Regions from separate parts of the Sus scrofa genome. Here region 1 is linked to region 2. A link is a contact called in public HiChIP or PLAC-seq data. All regions are on one chromosome and are shown on one strand. The core of a region is the stretch at or near the end of the contact, and the rest is flanking DNA. Distances in the headings are between cores, read along the strand shown.

The links. HiChIP or PLAC-seq counts read pairs in DNA pulled down with a chosen protein or histone mark.
Region 1: a contact with region 2 is called in an H3K27ac HiChIP or PLAC-seq map of alveolar macrophages. The contact joins the promoter of MTMR2 here to the enhancer-like site in region 2. A contact is called at or near these places in 8 of 47 Hi-C or Micro-C datasets (embryonic fibroblasts, heart right ventricle, liver and 3 more) and 1 of 2 datasets of contacts at active chromatin or transcription factors (alveolar macrophages).

What each region holds. Positions count from the first base shown.
Region 1 is chr9:27,972,988-27,976,283 of Sscrofa11.1, reverse strand. It overlaps MTMR2 (myotubularin-related protein 2), which reads left to right and starts at 1,836. Exons shown (of 16, transcript XM_003357252.4): 1 at 1,836-2,151.
Region 2 is chr9:27,884,119-27,887,324 of Sscrofa11.1, reverse strand. It overlaps MTMR2 (myotubularin-related protein 2), which reads left to right. Exons shown (of 16, transcript XM_003357252.4): 9 at 1-144; 10 at 1,161-1,349. Among named protein-coding and RNA genes, the nearest start is that of FAM76B, 72 kb to the right of the region's middle. Within about 2 kb of position 1,739, at least 6 of the 83 cell types and tissues checked have an H3K27ac peak or open chromatin away from gene starts, as enhancers often do. A contact at or near this core is called in alveolar macrophages, where this site is marked.

The DNA of each region.
Region 1 (3,296 bases), core at 587-3,086, 89 kb before region 2:
AATGATCCATTGGGCTTGTCTTTGTGGATGCTCCATTTTGATCCCCAGCCTGGCACAGTGGGTTAAGGATCCTGGGTTGCTGTAGCTGTGGCTTAAGTCACAGCTCCAGCGTGAATTCAATTCTGGCCCAGGAACTTCCATATCCTATGGGTGTAGCCAAAAAAGAAAGCAGTAAAGCAATAAGTTCAGAGGAAGAACATAATAGCATAATATAGCATAATAGGATCTGAGAGCAACGGATCCATTTACCGAACCTACTGTGCAACCAACTCTGTGTAGAGGAAAAAAAAAAAAAACATTATATGGGTATTTTAATTCCTATTTTAGAAATGAGAAAACTAAGTCTTGGAGAAGCAATGAAATCAAAATCATAGAGCAGGTATGTGAAAGAATCAGGATTCCATTTCAGATTTGTCTGGTTTCGAAGTCTTTACACTTAACATTATTGTTCTTTATTAATCATCAAATAAACACATACACAAACTATTATACTATCAGGCAGATGGTTTCAAGCGCTCTGTGAAGGCAATGCTGCTAGAAATTAACTGAGTAGTAGAAAGAATATGGGTCTACTATTTAAGGATTTAAGTCCTTACCAAATTTAGCTTGGAAAAATCTATGTCAAGGTATAATGTGACAGTGAGCCAGCATTTTGGAGGGTAAGTAGGGGTGGAGAAGCAATAAGCAGATTCTTTTATGACTCATTGTAGATGTTTATGCTTGTTAAGAATTCTCAAACACCTCTTCTCTTTGCCTATCAGTTAAGGTTAAGAAATACAATTAAGATCTCTTTACAAATGAGATCTCTTTACAAATGCCATCCTGTCCCTGCCAAGCTGGAAGAGAAAGGCCAAGTCTTTTTGCTTAAATGTATGTTCATTCATATTAATAAACACCCTAGTTTATGTGGAACACAACCAGGCTGGTGGTTTTTCAGGGGAATGTACTCGCAAATTCGTATTTCACTGGCCCTACACTTCAAGATTTTCTTAAAAACATTAGTTGTCAGTATACATTAAATCTAGTTTAAATCAACATAATGCCATTTATCTTAGCAGGGAACTGTTTTGTTTATAAAATGACTGGCTAAATTTTTACAAAAATAATCTTCGCATATTTTTATACCATATACGTCAGGTGATGGAGACTCAGTCTCAATCAACAAAATTCTTTTTGGTATCCTTTCTATGTCCTTCCTTTATCCTCTGTAACAGAAAATTACCAGCAGAAGCATTTCCCCTTCACCCAGTTCCTGTTCTCTTATCACAGTTCTATTACTCTCCCCTCCCTTCCTGCCCTGCCTGGGAATTTGAGAGGGCAGGGAAAGATCCCTACAAGTTTGCCCTCTATCCGACACCACTGCACCCAGTGGTATATGTGTCTAATTTTTTGGTACATTTAACAATTCCCTCCCCATTTCCTCTTCCCATACCTTTCTGTGTGGACAATGGATTAATTCCAAAGTGATTTTTTCCTTCAGATACTTCTAGATCACACAGACTTCAATTCAAATCACAGCAGGGCTTAAAGTTTCAGCTTCTTTTCTAGTGCCCTCTCTACAATGCTGGCTCAGGGATGCAATGGAAATAGAACGATGAGCATTAACTTTTTCCCCTACTTGTCATATATTTCACATTACCCTCTCACATCAATCACGTCTTACTTCTCTGCCCCCTGCCTATAGCTTCCCTGCCTACAGCTACCGTTTTTGAAGTGGTGCTACAAACTGTTTATACATATTAGTCCATTCCATCCAGTAACAACTCTTACGAAGTAGGTAGTGATATTAGCAGCTCATCTCCTTCACCTGCCTTTCCCCCCCGCCCCGTTACTGCGCAAGTGCGCGAGCCGCGTCAAAGCAGTCGACCGAGGGGCGCCGCGGGGTCCGCCGGCTCCCCGGCAGCCCCCGCGCGCGGTGCAGGCTGGGGGAACATGGCCGCTTCCGGTCTCCCTCCCGGGCCGGCGCGGGCCTGACCGCGGTCCTTCCCCGACGCACTCCACCCTCCGCTCCTTCTGCCCGGTAGCCGAGAAGGTCGCTGCAGCTTTTTCCTCCCGCTATCCCCGCCGAGCCATGGAGAAAAGCTCGAGCTGCGAGAGTCTTGGCTCCCAGCCGGTGGTAGCACGGCCGCCCAGCGTGGATTCCCTGTCCAGGTAACCGGGACGCCCAGGGCCCCGCCTAGCGTCCGAGGGGGATGGAGAGGGGCCGGGGATCTGCTGGATGGTACCCCAATTCTGGATTCTGGTTCAAGAAGGCTGCGCCGGAATTCCTTTCCTAGGACTGGAAACCGCTTCTTCCTCCCTCACTGGGGGTTGGAGACTGGGAAAGAGGAGATTAAAACTCATTGCTTCTTTATCAGTCCCACCCCCATATTCTCATGTCGTTTTATTCGCAGTTGCAGGAGCCATTCCTTTGCTTTCTCTGATCGCTTATTGCCTCTAAATTCATTTCTTGGAACAGCCCTTCCCCCAGCTCTCTCCCCTTTTCCCTCATTTCCTCCCTGCCTTTTTTTTTTTTTTTTTCGTCTCTTGACCACTCTTTCCAGAACCAGCCTTTAGTTTTTCTTTCATCCGTCGTTTGGTTTTTGGGTTCTTTCTCACCTTTTCCTCACTTTCCCTTCTCTTATTTTATTTTATTTTTTTTACAGTTTTCCTTACACTCCAATCTCCATCCCCCCAACTTTGTTTTAAATGTAAGTAAAAATGCCCCACCGCTGTGCGTTTCTGGTCTAAATCTTACAGCTGAAAGTCATTATTCCTGATTAACTGATGAGTGGTAGTTTTCTCCCTTCTTGGGCCATCGGTTCTCCAGGTTATTTCTCATGTACTAAATGGGATTTTTTTCCCCTGGAATTTTGAGCAGAATTTTAGTATGCAGCTTCGCAGGGAGCTGTCGTAAATGTTACATATGTATGTTTCTGATGCAGTTTTTTTCTTTGGGTTTTCAGATTGTGATTTAAAATTTTATTAGGAAATTAAAAAGATTTGTAATTGTTATATAGCCGCAATGAAATCAAATTATTTTCAAGAAATAGTTATTAGAGAGTTACTAAGCCATTGTGTGAAAACATAATTTTCTTTTTTTTCCTTGTGAGTTGAAGTTGTTGTGTCTCATAATTCATTTTGGACTCTGCTAAACCTGCGTGATACTACCACTTTTTTTTCCTGTTGCTGTTCAGGAACTCATAAGCTGGTCCCACCATTCTAAATTAGATTCTTTTCCTATACTGGTTAATAGCAACCTGCCCAGCTATCTTTCAGCGTCCTTAACAAGCAGAGTGTAATTGCTGGTTTAATTG
Region 2 (3,206 bases), core at 490-2,989:
CCGAATGAAAGCTGGAGAATAACAAAGGTAAATGAGCGATATGAGCTTTGTGATACATATCCTGCCCTCTTGGTTGTGCCGGCAAATATTCCTGATGAAGAATTAAAGAGAGTAGCATCCTTCAGATCAAGGGGCCGTATCCCAGTAAGTGTGAAGCGGTGATGGAACTGTCTCATTGCTTTTGTACCCCACATAATGCTGAGGTTTCTGGAATTTGAAATGAGCATTAGTGAGTTGCTCAGAATTACATGGTTCTTAACTTGAAAACAAAGTTGGCTCTGTATTATTCACTATTTCTTTATCTTATACTTCTTAGGCATGGTGGTACATGCTCTTTTCCTTTAAATCCCAGAAAGAAGAAAACTTTACAAATTTATGGTGAATTGCTCATCAGATTTATCAAATTTGATACTATTTGAAAATAAAATTCATCAATTTTGATAAAATTGATGTTAATCAAATGTATGATGAATTGAAAGATGAATTTATGATCTTTTTAGATCAGCTCAAATAATTTTAGGTACAAAAATTCACAGACTCTGAAGATTTTATAGTTGGGCAGTTTTGCAGATCTAGTACTAAGACCTTAAAAGTGAAGTTTACATTGTCTCCTTTAATGTATTTTTTTCTAGAGACAGCAGTGCCAATAGTTAATGACTTTCATAAATCAGTATCTAATTAAAGAATTAGACTAAGTTTTCCACATGCCGGAGTTGGTTTGAAAGAAAGGTGATCTTTTTTTTTTTTTTTTTTTTTTTTTTTTTTTTTTTTTGTCTTTTGTCTGTTTTTTAGGGCTGCACCCACGGCATATGGAAGTTCCCAGGCTAGGGGTCTAATTGGAGCTGTAGCTGCTGGCCTACACCACAGCAGTGCAGGATCCAAGCCATGTCTGCGACCAGTACCACAGGTCATGGCAACACCAGATCCATAACCCACTGAGTGAGGCCAGGGATCAAACTTGAAGCCTCATGGTTCCTAGTCAGATTCGTTTCCGCTGCGCCATGATGGGAACTCCAGGTGATGATTTTTCATAGCAGCCTTTTATATCCTAGGCTTTGGATCTAGTTAGAAAGCAGAGTTTTATAGAGTAATGTTTTAAAGAAGAATTATTAACAGAGAAACATGTTAAATGTGTTGCCATTTTCCCCCCTCTTTTTAAGGTTTTATCATGGATTCATCCTGAAAGTCAAGCCACAATCACTAGGTGTAGCCAGCCCATGGTAGGAGTGAGTGGGAAGCGAAGCAAGGAAGATGAAAAATACCTTCAAGCCATTATGGACTCCAATGCCCAATCTCATAAAATCTTTATATTTGATGCCCGGCCAAGTGTTAATGCTGTTGCCAATAAGGTGAGATCATCTTTTAACTAGTTAAGATTATAGTTACAGTTTCATGAATCAACTTGAATTTGGTAGGAGCCACATTATAGCATAAAGAGTTCAGGCTTTTCAGAAATAAAGATGTAGATTCTCATCCTGGCTCTCCTGTTTGATAGTATGATTGAGTCAGTTAATCTTTTTAGACTTTAATTTTCGTATTTAATGAGCATCAAAACAACTAACAAGAATTGTTTTAGGGGAAAAGTAAGTTGATAAAAAATAGTGCATAGCTCTGCTTACGTATGTAGAAATAGGTGTTCAGCACCTATGAGTTTCTCTCTGCCTTCTCCAAACTGGGCAGTGAGCTTATGGCTGACTGAAGTCTGCACGGCACTGTTGTAGAAATCATGAGGTGTTCTTGGTGACCAGTGCTGCCCTCTTCTGGCAGCCCTCCACCTGTACAAGCTATTCAGACTGAAGACTTGCAGTTGAGCAGTGGTCCTGATTGCTGCTATAGAGTAAATATTGGCATTATGGAAATAGAAATTCTGATTCAGTTGACAGTCTGTAATTCTGATCAGTTTAAACTCCTGATCTACCATTGGAGAAGGAAAGAGAAGAGATACAATTTAGCTTTACAAAATTATCTTGCATGAAGTGCCCGCTATGATGCAGAGGGTTAAGGATCTAGCACTGTATCCAGGGCAGCGTGCGTTCAATCCCTGGCCCTGCACAGTGGGTAAAGAATTTGGCATAGGTTGTAGCTGTGGCTTGGGTTTGATCCCTGGGCCAGGAACTTCCATAGGCTGTGGGTATGGCCAAAAAAAAAAAAAAAAAAAAAAGTTATTTTACAGATAAGCAAAAAAAAAAAAAAAAAACCAAAACAACAAAAACAAAAAAACACAAAAAACCCAAATCATACAACATCCTACATCTTAGAGAAATACCGTCAACCCTTGGTTATACTTGCAGACCTATGTGCATACCTATGCACACATATGTTTGAAACAGAAGAATGATTACAACTTCTTTTTTTAAATTGACACTGTTTTTTTTAATGCCAGTATATACTCATCTCTAACATTTTAATGGTATGATAACTAGTAACACCAGTTGTTTCTGGACCTTTAGGTTATTTGTGTTTTTGTTTTTTGTTTTGCTGTTATAAACAATGCTGGGATGATCATCCTTTAATTAAATTATGGAGCATGAATCTAATTATTTCTGTCCTTGTTTAGTGCTTTTGAGAACATTGTGAATTCCAGGCATTCTCTGTCAAACTGTATATTTCCCCTTAAAGGAAAAATGAGCCAATGTGTATATGAAGCCGGTACCCTAGAGACTAGCATATATTTTTCTAGTAATTTCTTGTTCTCTTCCCTAAACTTATACCATGAATTAGGAGGTATGAAACTTAGAATGTTCTCGAGGATGAAAGGAGGAGGAAAGAGTATAAAGCAGAAAAAGCAGTAAGGCAAGATGTTATATTCCTCATTTTTTTTTTTTTTTAATTGTCTTTTTGCCTTTTCTAGGACTGCTCCCGCCGCATATGGAGGTTCCCAGGCCTAGGGGTCTAATCGGAGCTGTAGCCACCGGCCTACGCCAGAGCCATAGCAACGTGGGATCTGAGCCGCGTCTGCGACCCAAACCGCAGCTCACAGCAACGCCGGATCCTTAACCCACTGAGCAAGGGCAGGGATCGAACCCGCAACCTCATGGTTCCTAGTCGGATTGGTTAACCACTGTGCCACGATGAGAACTCCGAAATATCTCTTTTTTAAAAAGACTTATGTTCACTTCTTTCAATTATTGGAACATTTTTCTGATTATAAAGCATGTCATAGACAACATAAAATCTAGGAAGGCATAAAAAAAGTAAAGAATAAG